3 separate regions of the Mus musculus genome follow, and all the other regions are linked to region 3. The links are chromatin contacts, called in public HiChIP or PLAC-seq maps. All regions are on one chromosome and are shown on one strand. The core of a region is the stretch at or near the end of the contact, and the rest is flanking DNA. Distances in the headings are between cores, read along the strand shown.

Region 1 (3,973 bases), core at 624-3,123, 400 kb before region 3:
TGTCCCCCCAGAGACTCTTAGTCCTTGGCTGGAGGTACTATTTTGGAAGAGCATAAAATTGCTTTGGAAGTGGGTGAGGCTGGAATGGCAGAAGGAGGCTTGCCTCTGCTCCCCCAAGCCCTGGATTAAAGGCAAGCACTACCACATCTGGCAGAAAACAAGGTTCTCCACCCCTTAAACCAGCGCTGCTTCATTTTCTTTGCAGATGAAGGAACAAAGGCTCAGAAGATGATCTCTTTCCCCAGCACCTCATAGCAGAGAGCAACAGAGCTGGAACTCGAACCCCAAATCCAGATTCATTTCTCTGTTCCCCCAGACACCACAGAAGTAAGGCAGAAGTGTGGTTCAGGGTAGGGGACAAGGGACATGAGGTAGAGGCTTGGACCTGGGTCCTGGGCAGGCTGTCAGCAGAGCAGGGACCACACATTTCACCCCATCCCCAAATCCAGATTGCCTGCTTTTCTGCGTCCCCTTGACAACCCTTGCTTTCCATGATGACATTGGAAGCAGTTGGCCCAAGAGAGCAGTAAAGGAGGGAGGAGGAATTGTGGACATCCACTGTTCTCTGTGGCAACAGTAACTAGCTAGCATCCCTAGCAATCTTGCCACCCAGAGGCAGGGGACAAGCTAGCGCTCACCAGGAGCACCCAACAGACTCACAGAGATTTTCAGAATTAGCATCTTTCATAACCTGATCCTGCCTGGATCTTCACCCTCCTCCCAACTGGGATGCTCCAGAGGACAAGGATAACACAGAGAGAAGAGAAGGGGTGTGGTGTGACAGGCAGGACCTGCCTCCACCTGAGGCGAGCCCAGAATGCAGGAGAGGTGTGCCGCTTGTTTTCTGTCAACTTGACACAACCTAGAGTCATGGAGGAAATGGGCACCTCAAATGAGAAAATATCCCCAGCAAACAAGGCTGTGGAGTGTTTTCTTGATTAATGACTGGCATGTGTGGGTCCATTTCAGGGGTCCTGGATGCTATAAGAAGACAGGCTGAGCAAGCCATGCGGAGCAAGCCAGTAAGCAGCATTCCTCTAAGGCCTCTGCTTCAGCTCCTGCCTCCAGGTTCCTGCCTTGAGTTTCCTCTGCCTTGCTTGTACAATTATCGACTGTGGTTGGATCCCATACGTCGAATGAACCCTTGATGCCCTGTGTCGCTTTTGCTCCTGGTGTTTATAAACACTAGAAATCCAGGTAGGTCAACAGATATATAGACCTAATGGCCACAGCAAAGCAGGAAACAGAAGCCTTGGAAGGCATGTGACCTCTGCTGGCGACTCTCATTGTCAGCATGAAGAACAGCAAACCCAGTACAACCGTTTCCTGTGACTGTGTCATAGATCGATTACTCAAGGCTGGGTGGCTTGAAACCACAAGCATAAGATCTCCATTGCCAGGGTCAGAAGGCTGGGAAATAGCTGAGTTCTCTGGCAACTCGGAAGGAGATGGAAAGGCCTGGGTTGAGGAAATGTGTCACGTACATGAAGTCACAAGGCATTGTCACGAAAGGTAGCCACACACGGACCACTAGGTTTAAGTCGATGCAACCACTTCTGCCTTAGCTGCCTGTGTGTTCTCCTCCAACTCATCTCCCGCTCCCACACTGCTCCCTTGTTTCAAAGTCCCAGAATTCCTGAGTTGTGCCACAGACAGACACCTCTGATCGTTATTGTCCAGTCTCGTTTTTCATCTTGAACCGTGCACATACAGCATATCATGTTGGATGTCTTCTGGAACTTTCCTTTCCCCTTGACATCCTGTCTCTGAAAATCAACTTCATCCTTGCATCTGGTTTCAGTTCCTCTGTCTTTGCTGCTACACCAGTCACTGGTGAGAACCGGAAATAGGTACAATACATTGTAACGTATCCACTTGAGGTTTGGGTGTTATTTTTAGTATGCAAATCGGGGAGGGCTGTCAGTAAGCTCTCCTTTTGCCTAGTAAATGGGTGCCCAGAATGATTTTCTTTGAGTTCCCTAGTTTTACAATCTCGAGTCTTCAGCAAACCCACCAGCTAAGCATCCCACCTCCGTGAGCTCCTATGAGACCAGGTATTATTTTCTGAAGGGCATGAGCCACAAGACTGTTCTTCCATGAACTGTCTCCCTGGTGTCTGAGTTCCCCCTCCCTCTCCCCTCCTTTCCCTATGAAAGGTAATACCCTTAAAGAAGTTGGCCGTGGCTCTGCCCCAGCCCACACCCTCCCTTCTTATAACACAGTTGCCTCACTCCCCCTCTGCCTTCTCAGAGCCTACATTTCTACGCTCAGCTCACCACAGAAGTAAGACATACATCTCTATCACCCAGTGAGCCCTGTATCATAGCAGCTTTGGCTTGCTTGGGTGTTACTGCTGTCCCCACCAGGGATATGGAAAAGTTACTCTGGCAGCTACAACTCATGTCAGAGGCTCCCACCCACTCCCACGGGGACTCCAGCCATAAGACATATTATACGAGTCATCCTTGGGTCAGTCCTGCCTGCAGCTTCCTGACACAGCCAAGGATCTTGGCTAGTAGGAAGTGACTGATGGGGATCCAGCTTCACTGCTAGTGAACTAGCTATCCCCTGAGCCTCCCTGAGACTCTGCCACCAAGTTTTAGCATGTTGCTCTGTCACCTTCACTCACTGCCATTAGAGACCACCATAGAAGAAACTCCCTCCTTTGGGGGCTCCCCTCTGCCCAGCAGGAACTCTAATGGGCTAATGTACTGATATGACTCCCCCAGCACCCACCAGGACCAGGATGAGGACAAGTCCCAAGAGCAGCCATGCTGAGCACTGTCCAGCCCTGTAGCCGGGTCTGCTCCACGAGATGGGGGTGGGGATCCCTGTCCCCTTTGAAAAAACCTGAGTTCCTTGACATCCATCCTGTTGTGTTCCTGTCTGGCACATGGCATGTATGTTCGAACTTGGACTATAGACAGTGGTTCATTTCAGGCTACCCCTCAGCCCTAGCTAAGGCAGGCAGTGGGTATACCAGAGCTGAAGGCTGAACCTGGAGGAAGACATTGACTGAACATATTAAAAATGGGTAGAGACAGGACCCCCCAGCATATAAAAGTGATGGTCTCTTGGTCCCCATTTCCTGATGACCAGATATGTGTGTGTCTGTGAGTGTGTGTGTGTGTGTGTGTGTGTGTGTGTGTGCATAGTGGTAGAGGGGAGCTCACACTACAGCGTGCATGCAGAGGTCAGAGGACAACTTCATGGAGTCAAGTCTCTTTCCACATTTACAGGGTCCCAGGGATTGAATTAAAATAGTCAGGCTTGTTCAGCAGGCACTTTATCGGCCGAGTCATCTAACTCACCATTTTTATGCAACTGAAGGTGACAGATGAAAAAATGGCATTTGAAACCTTTATTAGTTCCTTATAAGCCTCAAGAGGTTTTGCCCTCATCTGAAGATAGCTGGGACATTTTCATGTCTATGTGACAGCAGTTTTGTGTACTCAATCCTGAGAGGGGACATACAGAATGTTGTCAGCCAGCTGAGGGAATGTTCTGTGTTGCCAGATCTCCTGTGGTCATAACTGTTGTGTGACAAAACCTTTTCCCGGGGAGATACAACACACATATCTGCTCACCCCAAATAAGGATCCCATGATAGCAAAAGTACAGATACCACTGAAGTGCAGCTTGGTAAACCAATAAGTGTTATTGGGGTTACTTACAGGAGGAGACATGACTCAAAGACAGCTGCATCATCAAAGCTCATCCTAGCACAGGTGACAGTTCACAAAAGCTAGAAACATGAAGCACACTGAACAGCCTGCAGATAACTCAACAAGTCGAAGTGTCCTTTCCAAGTAACTGATCTAAGCCTGGTCTAGGCAGCTCAGTTGGTTTCTGCTTCTTCCAGGCAGCTGGTCTGGTCTCAGAGTCTTCTTTGTTAGCTCAGCTTCTGTCAGTCTGAGAGTAACTTTGAGCTTTTAAACTTCATTCTGGCAGGGAAGGGCCTGTGAATCTGGTC
Region 2 (4,377 bases), core at 1,371-3,870, 480 kb before region 3:
GGAAAGGCAGAATTGCCTCCTGAAAGCTGCCTTCTGACCTCCGATGAGTACTATGGTGTACACACAGCTGCAATCATACACACGTCATACACACAAACACACTCCCCACCCCTCACAATAACAATAGAAGCTAACAACAACAAAAACAACAACAGCAATGAGGAGACTCCATGAGTGAGTCCAGTGAGCCAGAAGAAGGGAGGGAGGAGGCCATGGGTCCTCTGTGGGTTTCAGGGACTTAGGAACCCATCCTGATCCCTTACCCATTTTTAAACCAGCTTGGGAACCACCAGTCCTTCTGCCATCTGTTCTCACCAACCTCTGGAATTCTAGGAAATGAAAAAGAATATAAACACATCTAGAAATCGAGGCGGTCCTGAACTTTAAGGGTCGGGTAGCACTAGAAAAAGTGAACGTCAAGATGCAGCTCATGAAACATGGACACGCAAAAGGCAGCTGAGCTAAAGGCAGAGAGTGGACTTGAGGGGCCTCAGCTGCGCCCTTCTGGGCAGCCCTGAGCACTCTGCTCATCCCTGGGACCCCTGAAGGATAAGGGGCAGGGAAATCAGAATGGTGGAGACCCTGCAGACCTGAGAGCCTGTGGTCACGATCTCCTCCTGCTAGTGGAGTGACTTTGGCATACACTCACACTGTCTAAACTGCCACGTTCTTCTCTGAAAAGGGTAATCAATAATAATCCTTCCACGAAGGGATCTGTAATGACCAATGAGACAGCAGATATGCAAGAGCCTGGTGAACATAAAGCGGCTGTAACGAGGGGTAATATTAAAATAAGAAAAAGCACCTTCCCGAGAATGACTGCATGCGTGTGTGTCTGTGTGTGTCTGTATACATGCATGTATTATAGAGATTAATCTGAGAAAAAAATCCCATTGCCCAATCAATGAAAGCTTCAGGAAATCTGAAGATTGACAACAGAAAAGTTAGAAAATAGTTATATATCAATCTTGGCCCTGACTTTTGATAATCATGGTTAATAATCTCTACTTTCAGGTGTCTCTAGTGAGAGAAAGTTGGATGCAGTGACAAGGTGACTCTGAACAGGCATACAACATTAGGGACCCTGTTTGGAGGTGGGGTCCTGGCTTGTAGCTCAGGCTACCACAGCCGCCCTCCCATGTGGCCTATGGCAGAGACAAGAGGCTCACTCCACCACACCTGGCTAAGAAATTCACTCTAGGCCTCAATTGCCTCTGGAAATGTCTGAGATAGTTAGTGAATTCAAGACGTGCTTATAATAATTGGGAAAGAAAACACACACACACACACACACACACACACACACAAAAGTCATAGGCAATAGAGAAAGGCGGATAAGATATCTCAGTGGGTACAAAGGTACTTGCTACCAAGTCTGATGACCCAAGTTCAATTCCTCGACCCATAAGAGTAGAAGGAAAGAACCAAGTTGTCCTCCAATCTGCGCACGCACACGCACGCACACACACACACACACACACACACACAAAGACACACACACAATTTTAATAAAAGAAATATTAGTGGCTAGGAAGATTGCTCAGTGAATAAAGTGCTTGCTTCAAAAGCATGAGGACCCCAGGTCAGATCTCCAGCACTCTGACAAAATCCAAAGCAAGCGGTACAAGTGTAGAACCCTGGCACTTAGTGGGGGGTAGGGGGGGAAACCAGGAGTCCTGGGTTGGCTGGCCAGCTGGTATAGCCAAAATTAATACCCAAATTCAGTAGGAAGCTTTGTCTCCAAACTTGAGGTACAGAAGAATAGAATAATAAACCTTGCCCTCTGGCCCACACTGGTACATGCATAGGCAGGCATAACCATAGACACCCACTCACACACGTGCACATACCACACACATACACCAAGAAAATGCCACTGGTTCATTTGGTTACCCAGTGTATATTTTCGCATGACCTTGGCAATCTCAAATTCAAGTTTCACGTCTATTCTCCTCTTTACGGCTGAAGTGAGGGCTCAGTGGGTTTGAGTGTGTGGCCAAGACCCCTCAGCAGGTAAGGATACAAGGCAGGTGTAACACCAGGGAATGAATTACACCCAAATGAAGGCTACGTGTGGTGAAAGCTGTTACAAATTATTTCTTCTGAACTTCCTGGCCACCATGCAGAAGATAAGAAACTGGAACTGAACGTAAGTCCTCCCTCAGTGCCTCACAGCAGCACTGAGGGTACACACTACAGCATGCAGTTCCCTGGGCTCTTTCCCTACGTCAACCAAAAATGGTCCCCATGACAATATTTGAGGAGAGTCCCCTGAGCAGAACCGAGAGCAAAACTCATCACTATTCTACAAAGACCAGTTTGGGGACTAGCAGAGTTGCAGCCCTGACCCCAGGGCCCTAGCAATCCTCCTCCCTGTCCTGGCCTCTCTCCTCCCTTTACTGTGGCCCGAGCACTACATTGGCTGGCTTGAAGAGAGGAAATCAACTTTAGGGGCTAAAAAAAAAAAATCAAGTGATCCAGACATCCAATAGATACACAGAATTCAGAACACTTACTTTGTGTGATATATCCACAAGAAAGAGCCTTCTGGGCTAAGGACAAATAAGAAATAGAAACGTCATATACTTTTAATTCTCAGAAAGGCTTCACTGCAGTGGTTTTCCTTAAGCGTTTGGGTTCTCAGGGGATTCCCACAAGCATCACTGAGGAACAGAAGTGGGCACCCAAACACTCTCAATTCTTGTTTTTATTTGGGGGATTTTTTTCCCTCTTTCTCTCTTTTAAAGTCACCCAGCTGTTTGTTACATGACAGGAAGGTCCTCTTCCACCACAGTCCCAGAAGCTGGGCAATGAGGAAGGCGGGGAAGGTGGAAGCGCCACGGCCAGCCACCTCAGGCTGAGGATTCTTCCCCACAGGAAATAGCCGCCACATTCAGCTCAGATCCCTTCTTCTGAGCAGCCCCCATGGGTGTTGCTTTAACCAGAAGGCTAGGCCAGCTACAACTACTTTAGGGCACTAGCTCTCATCAGTCTTACACGTGCTAGGCAAGTCCTACACACCGAGTGCTGGGGCTCATGAAAAATATACAATGTAACAGAGAAGGCAACATACAGCAACATACATCCTGGCTAGGGAATTTGCCTGGGAAGAACTGGTAGAAAGCTAGTGTGGCCAGAGAGCAGCAATGAGCATAAAGAGTTGGTGTGGAGAACAGTTAGGAAGTGGGCAGTGGTCAAGGCAGCCATGGCTGGTGACAGTGCTGACCAGAGAGGCTACTGGAAAATGTGTGTGGTGGCTTGGTGCCTCTAATTCCAGCCTTGAGCAGCAGAAGCTACAAGTTTGAGGCCTCCCTGCTCTGCATAGCAATGACCAATGAGAAGTGTCTCAAAAAGACAGGACTTAGTGCCATACTGAGTAATTTGGTGCTGGGCAGAGGCACTGTGCCTAAACCCTATGGCTGACTTTGCTCATCCCATCGTTAATAGTTGTTTCAGATTCTACCAGGGTCTCTTTGGCTCTTATCTCCTCTCCCCACTTCCTCCCCACACCAGAGATCAAGCCTCCTCCCAGGGAGCAAACATCTGCCTTCCTGCCCTGTTACCTCCTCCAGCTTTGCCCCAAGATCCATACTCCAGGACAAAGCCCTAATGTACCTAGCTCCTAAATCAATGTATTAATGTAGTGCTTTGGTGAGCCTAGCCATGCACTGTTCCACGCAGTTGACACACAGTGGCTTTGGGAATCCTCACACCACTCTGTCCCCAGCCTTACTCTGGAGGGCAGGGGCAATCCATGAGTCTTCTCAAAGTCATTCTACTAATGAGGTGCAGAACCCCACATCTGAGCCTGTGGAGTAACTCCACATCTTACCATAGGAGGAGGAGGAGGAGACAATGAGAAGGAGAGGAAGGCAATGAGGAAAAAGGGGGAGACAATTAGAAAAGGGGGGACCATGAGGAAAAGAGGGCAACTATGAGAAGAGAGGAGAAGACAAGCCAACATTAAGAACACTACTTGACATTGGGGCACTATTTTGTAGTTAATGGTTGCCATCATGTCTTTAACAGCCTTCCTTCTAAATTTTACCATCTTCTCCTAGAATCTGCCAATGATATTCAGGCTCAACTGTCACTTTAGCAGCACTAATCCTCCAGGCACAGCTCAAAAAGTCACCTCTTCTGTGCCCTCCCTGATCTGATCCTGGCATGGCACTTGGCCCACAGAATGTGTTTTACAAATGTCTATGAATCTCTTTCCAGGGCAGGCAGTCTCTGCCTCCTTGTCTCACAGTCTCTCACGGTCTCCTCTCTACCTCAACTCCCTTCATTCACCTTAAATCACAGGCTCCTTATGCACGGAGCTCACCCAATCCATACTGTAATGCCCTATGGTGAAGGGCTCTATTCGGCTTTCAT
Region 3 (4,476 bases), core at 1,655-4,154:
GGCAGCACTATGACAGATATCTAGAATCCATCTCAAGACTCTGGGCTTTGTGCTGCAATCAGTCTTTGTGGGTTATTCTGATACCTGAAAATCTTGTTTATGGTCAGATGGGCTGTGTCAACTGAGGAAGAATCCATGTGCCAATTCATGGAGACAGAACATCTTTGACGTCTTCATTAAACACCCCGAGTAACCAGCAAGGCCTCTGGACTGTAGCTTAGATATGGACTCTCTGTTCAAGGCTAGAACTCCTCCCTGTCATGTGTGAGCTCCAGAAGGTCACATTATCAGTTTCAGGTCATTCTTTTCCAGCTTGGTAGATGAACACCCCACGCCCACCCTAACACACACACAAATGGCCTAGGACTCCACTAAGACTTGCTGGGATCCTGGGATAGATTTCTGGGGCTCATTCTTGACTTAACCAGCTTTCCAGAATCTGGCCCACATCACCAGTCTCTTTCCTTGAGGTCACCAGGTCTGTGTGGCACGCCAGCCTTGTCCCATACTCCAGACACTGCCTCTAACAGAAAGCAGGGACATCGGCAGGATTTGCTTTGATGCTATCCTTTTCTTGGGCTCACAGTAGGCCACCTCTACCATCCAAAGCTCAAAACACTTACTCACATACATATTTTTACATATTTCTGGCAGCCAAGCTGTTAAGGGTGAGTCTTTGTGGCTCCATCATGACCAGAACTGTGGATTTCAGGAAGTGACGTGTCAACAGCAACTAAAGTAAAAGAGTGAGTCCTGTTTGAAGGGCTGGCAAGAGCATTCTAGAAACGAGTACTGAAACAAAGTAGGTGGCCAAAAGGAACATGGTAGGAGCTGAGCTCTGATAGAACAGAGAGGATGGATTAGACAGCATCTTATAAATCGCATAGCAGCCAGGGTTGTGAGTGCAATGAAGGCGCCCTTGCCGGGTTTGAGCAAGGCAAGGCAATGTCACCTGACTTGTGCTTCTGAAGCTTCTTGTTGGCTACTGCAGGGTTCTTTGTGAGTTGCATGTGGCAAGAAGGGGATGAAAGAGCAAAGGATGATTCCAGCTTCTGTCTATGTGAATGCTGCTTGCTTACAGAAACAGGAAGAGCTGTGGGTGGCAGGCTTTAGGAGGGAAGGCGCGGGTTTGCTTTTGACTCTGGTGTTTGGTGCCCACTAGCTATCCCAGTGGGAAGAGCAAGGGAGCAATGGTATATATCAGCCTGGAGCTCCAGCAGAGGTCAAGATTAGCAATATAAATTTAGGGCTCAACAGCACTTAACTGATCCCTAAAGCCACAGGGCAGGATGAGATCATTTAGGAAGAGATGGTAGATGTACAAAGACAAGTTTCCAAGAATTGATATCCAGGGACCTCCAATATATTTCCATTAATGACAGGTCCAGAGGAAGAGGCCAGGGAAGAACAACCAGTAAGGTAGCAGGGAAACAGGAGAATGTGAGACCCTTCGGTGTTTGCTGGGAAAACCCTCAATCATGCCTTGAACTCACTTGGGCATCCCCTCTGGGAGCCTTCAGTTGGACAGTTAACTCTCTCCCCTCATCTCATGTGAGCACTTGGACAGCATGATGTATACAGAGCAGGGATTATCTCTGTGAGTCTTTCACACTAACCGGAGCACCCCTTAGAGGCCCTGGCCTCGCCTTGTCCTTAGCTACATGGCCCACACCTATCTCAGGTCTCATCTCAGTGGGTACCCAGGGAATGTGATATATTGCAAAGGAAGAAAATAACATAGTCAGAGTGGACAAGGAATGCTTTACAGAGAAAGAAAGTCTTGAGCTGTACTTTGGAAGGTACTGAATATTGAAACTAGTGAATAGGAGTGAGCAGGCCAGGCTGGCAGAGACAGAGGACCAATGGTCCAACCAGGGAGGCACTGGTGACAACCTCTGGAGAGGAAGCAGATCTGGTGTGGAAGAACCAAGGTTGAGGCACAGGGGAGCTAGGCAGCTGGATTGGGATGCGACAAACACCAGGCTAAGGTCTTGGTTTCCAAACTTGATTCCAAACTTTTATCACCAATGTCCTAGTTAACATCAAAATGAGGATAGTTGCCGATTTACAGTAACTTCAAGGTTACTGTAGGTGGGTAGGTGTGATAACTGTTGTCAGAGTAATAAACACCCATATTCTCACTTATTAAGTGACTGCTGTGTATTGGGGGCTGTTTTACACAGCTCCCTCTTGCTGGAGTGTGCAACAACTCTGGGGTATGGCTACAAACAAGCTTGCTACTTATAGCTAAAAAAATCCAGACTAGAAAAGGTTGACTTGTCGAGCTCGCCAGCTACAGTTGCTGTAAGCAGGAGCTGGAAGAAGCTCAACCCAGTCCATCTGAGAGGGAAACCCCAGCCCTTGACAGCCCCTCCATCCCCCACCCCAATACACTGATTCTCAGCTTCTGCCTGGTGATGTGTATAGGCTGTGGGGTAAGAGAGAGGGTAGAGGACACAGGAAGAGGAGAATTATACTAGGCCTTAGGAAAGCTCTATCTCTAGACATCCAACAGGAGGGTCATGGCTAAAGACAAAATTAGACACGGAGAACAAGAAAACTATACAGTTCAAGCCACAAAGTGTGTTCCCTCTGTGTGTGTTTCTGCCACATGACTGTCTACACCCAGGCTGACCTTGATATTTAAGCCAGGGTCACACTGCTGCCCTCAAGACAGCAGATGTGAGGCTCTGTGGCTGGGGCTGCCTGGGCAATGACAAGGCAGAGGCTGAAATGACAGGGCAGCTGTGTTCCTCAGCAGCAGATTACAGGAAATCTGACCACAGCAGAGCCGTGCCAGCTGTTGCTTGGCCACCATGTTTTCCAAGTCATTACTGTGGTCATGGCTGGAACAGGGTCACAGTCACATGCCCCAGATGAGTGTAATTTGGTTGGCCAGGGTTTACGCTCTGTAACGCTGCCATCTGGCCAGGTCTTGCTACAAGCAAGAAAGACCTGCCCAGCTAAGAAATAACTTCCTGCACTTGTGCCGAGTCTCAACAGTATGCAAAGTGTTTCCTGTGTCATCCATGTCTCACAGGAGTTGGGTGCTGACCCTGTAAGGCAGGGGAGGAAGCTAAGTTCCTGAAGAGTTAAGTGACTTAGGACAGGTCACGTGGCAAATGGACATCAGAACCATACCATGGAAACCTCAAGGTCTGCCCGTGTGTCTAGAGCCCAGCTAACAGCATCCTGAAAGGTGATTCAGACAGAGCAAGCAGGAGTGGACTTGGCTCTGAGTAGGTTCCAAATCCTCTCCCTTACTGCGTATCCAAGGCACTCAGAGCAACAGATACCACTTGACACCTTCTTAAAGCCTCTTCACCTACATCACTTCCCAGTGTGCACACGTGCACGTGTGCACACACACATGCACGCGCACACACACACATGCACGCACGCGCGCGCGCGCGCGCACACACACACACACACACACACACACACACACAGGTGTGAGTGTGCAGAGGGAACCTAAGACACACTAGGTGGTGAGAAAGTCTCCAGTACTTACTATACCAGAAAGGGCTTCATTCCTAGCCTGTCTCATCACCCTGGAAGCGTTTAGCGTGTGGTCAAATAGTGGCAAATGGCCATGAGGTTCTGAGCCCATTTGCTAGCTGTGACCCTAACCAAAGCAGTGGCTCCTGATCTGGACTTTCAGCCCCTACAGCTGGCCCTACCCCAACCTTGGTGGCTGTTGTTGCCTGTCTACTGCAGGACACACACATAATGACCACCCGGTCCTCCTTGCTGGGCCTCTGTGGTTTGGTCATGCTTGCCTGGCCCCATGGGATGCTCTTAGAATAGCCAAACAGGCATGGCCACACTTGTCCTCAGGGATGAACCCAGGGTGTGACCCTCACTTTGTGGTGGCCTGGGTTGGGACTTCTTTGTTCTAGCACTGTCCTGAAGTCCTCCTCAGTAGCCCTTTCTAACCATCTCCTCACGGCTATTGCAAATACCTGCTTAAGAGCTGCAGGCTCAGAGAGCAGGATTGGCATAGGACCATGGATGGGACTCGATGGGACAATTACTACTTCTCACACTGTCTCAATCCCTGGCCAGAGGCTTTCACCTGATGATCCTGCTGATGGGGGCAAAATCCCTGAGTCTCTGGATCTGGAGCAACCCAGTGTGTTTGTGGGCTGGTCAGTAGGTGTCTATCTATGAGAGAGACATTGCTCTGACCCCTCTCTTCACTCTCATCCCTTACTGCCTTCAACCCTTCTAGCTGAGTCAGGAAACACCCAGATCTCCTTTGACAGAAAAAGTGATAAACTGTGTGTACTTATGTGGTGTGCACCAGTGCAAGCCAACCCATGCCACTAGCCCCAGCAATGGGCCAGACCTTTGGGCCATTGCCTGTGAAGGAGCAGGCGCTTCAGAAGGTGGGAGTCACACTGGGGCTGATATGAAGCTCGGAAGCGAGTCAGATAAGGCAGTGTCCTGTCTGGGGGGACATATATGCATGACCAC

What was found. HiChIP or PLAC-seq counts read pairs in DNA pulled down with a chosen protein or histone mark.
Region 1: a contact with region 3 is called in an H3K27ac HiChIP or PLAC-seq map of acute myeloid leukemia, with 2.1 times the contacts expected there. The contact joins two enhancer-like sites. A contact is called at or near these places in 1 of 115 datasets of contacts at active chromatin or transcription factors (acute myeloid leukemia) and 1 of 9 other capture datasets (pancreatic islet).
Region 2: an H3K27ac HiChIP or PLAC-seq map of large pre-B cells shows a contact between it and region 3, with 5 times the contacts expected there. The contact joins two enhancer-like sites. A contact is called at or near these places in 1 of 15 datasets of contacts at CTCF or cohesin (large pre-B cells), 1 of 484 Hi-C or Micro-C datasets (embryonic stem cells) and 1 of 115 datasets of contacts at active chromatin or transcription factors (large pre-B cells).

What each region holds. Positions count from the first base shown.
Region 1 is chr2:35,494,283-35,498,255 of GRCm38.p6, forward strand. It overlaps Gm35260 (a long non-coding RNA gene), which reads right to left. Exons shown (of 2, transcript XR_374283.3): 2 at 3,640-3,973. Among named protein-coding and RNA genes, the nearest start is that of Gm35202, 7.3 kb to the right of the region's middle. Within about 2 kb of position 1,874, at least 171 of the 459 cell types and tissues checked have an H3K27ac peak or open chromatin away from gene starts, as enhancers often do. A contact at or near this core is called in acute myeloid leukemia, where this site is marked.
Region 2 is chr2:35,413,956-35,418,332 of GRCm38.p6, forward strand. It overlaps Ggta1 (glycoprotein galactosyltransferase alpha 1, 3), which reads right to left. Exons shown (of 8, transcript NM_001145821.2): 5 at 264-329. Among named protein-coding and RNA genes, the nearest start is that of 4930402F06Rik, 19 kb to the left of the region's middle. Within about 2 kb of position 2,621, at least 50 of the 459 cell types and tissues checked have an H3K27ac peak or open chromatin away from gene starts, as enhancers often do.
Region 3 is chr2:35,896,182-35,900,657 of GRCm38.p6, forward strand. The region is part of intron 4 of Ttll11 (tubulin tyrosine ligase-like family, member 11); the gene reads right to left. The region is part of intron 2 of Gm35396 (predicted gene, 35396); the gene reads left to right. Among named protein-coding and RNA genes, the nearest start is that of Gm35396, 15 kb to the left of the region's middle. Within about 2 kb of position 2,905, at least 91 of the 459 cell types and tissues checked have an H3K27ac peak or open chromatin away from gene starts, as enhancers often do. A contact at or near this core is called in acute myeloid leukemia, where this site is marked.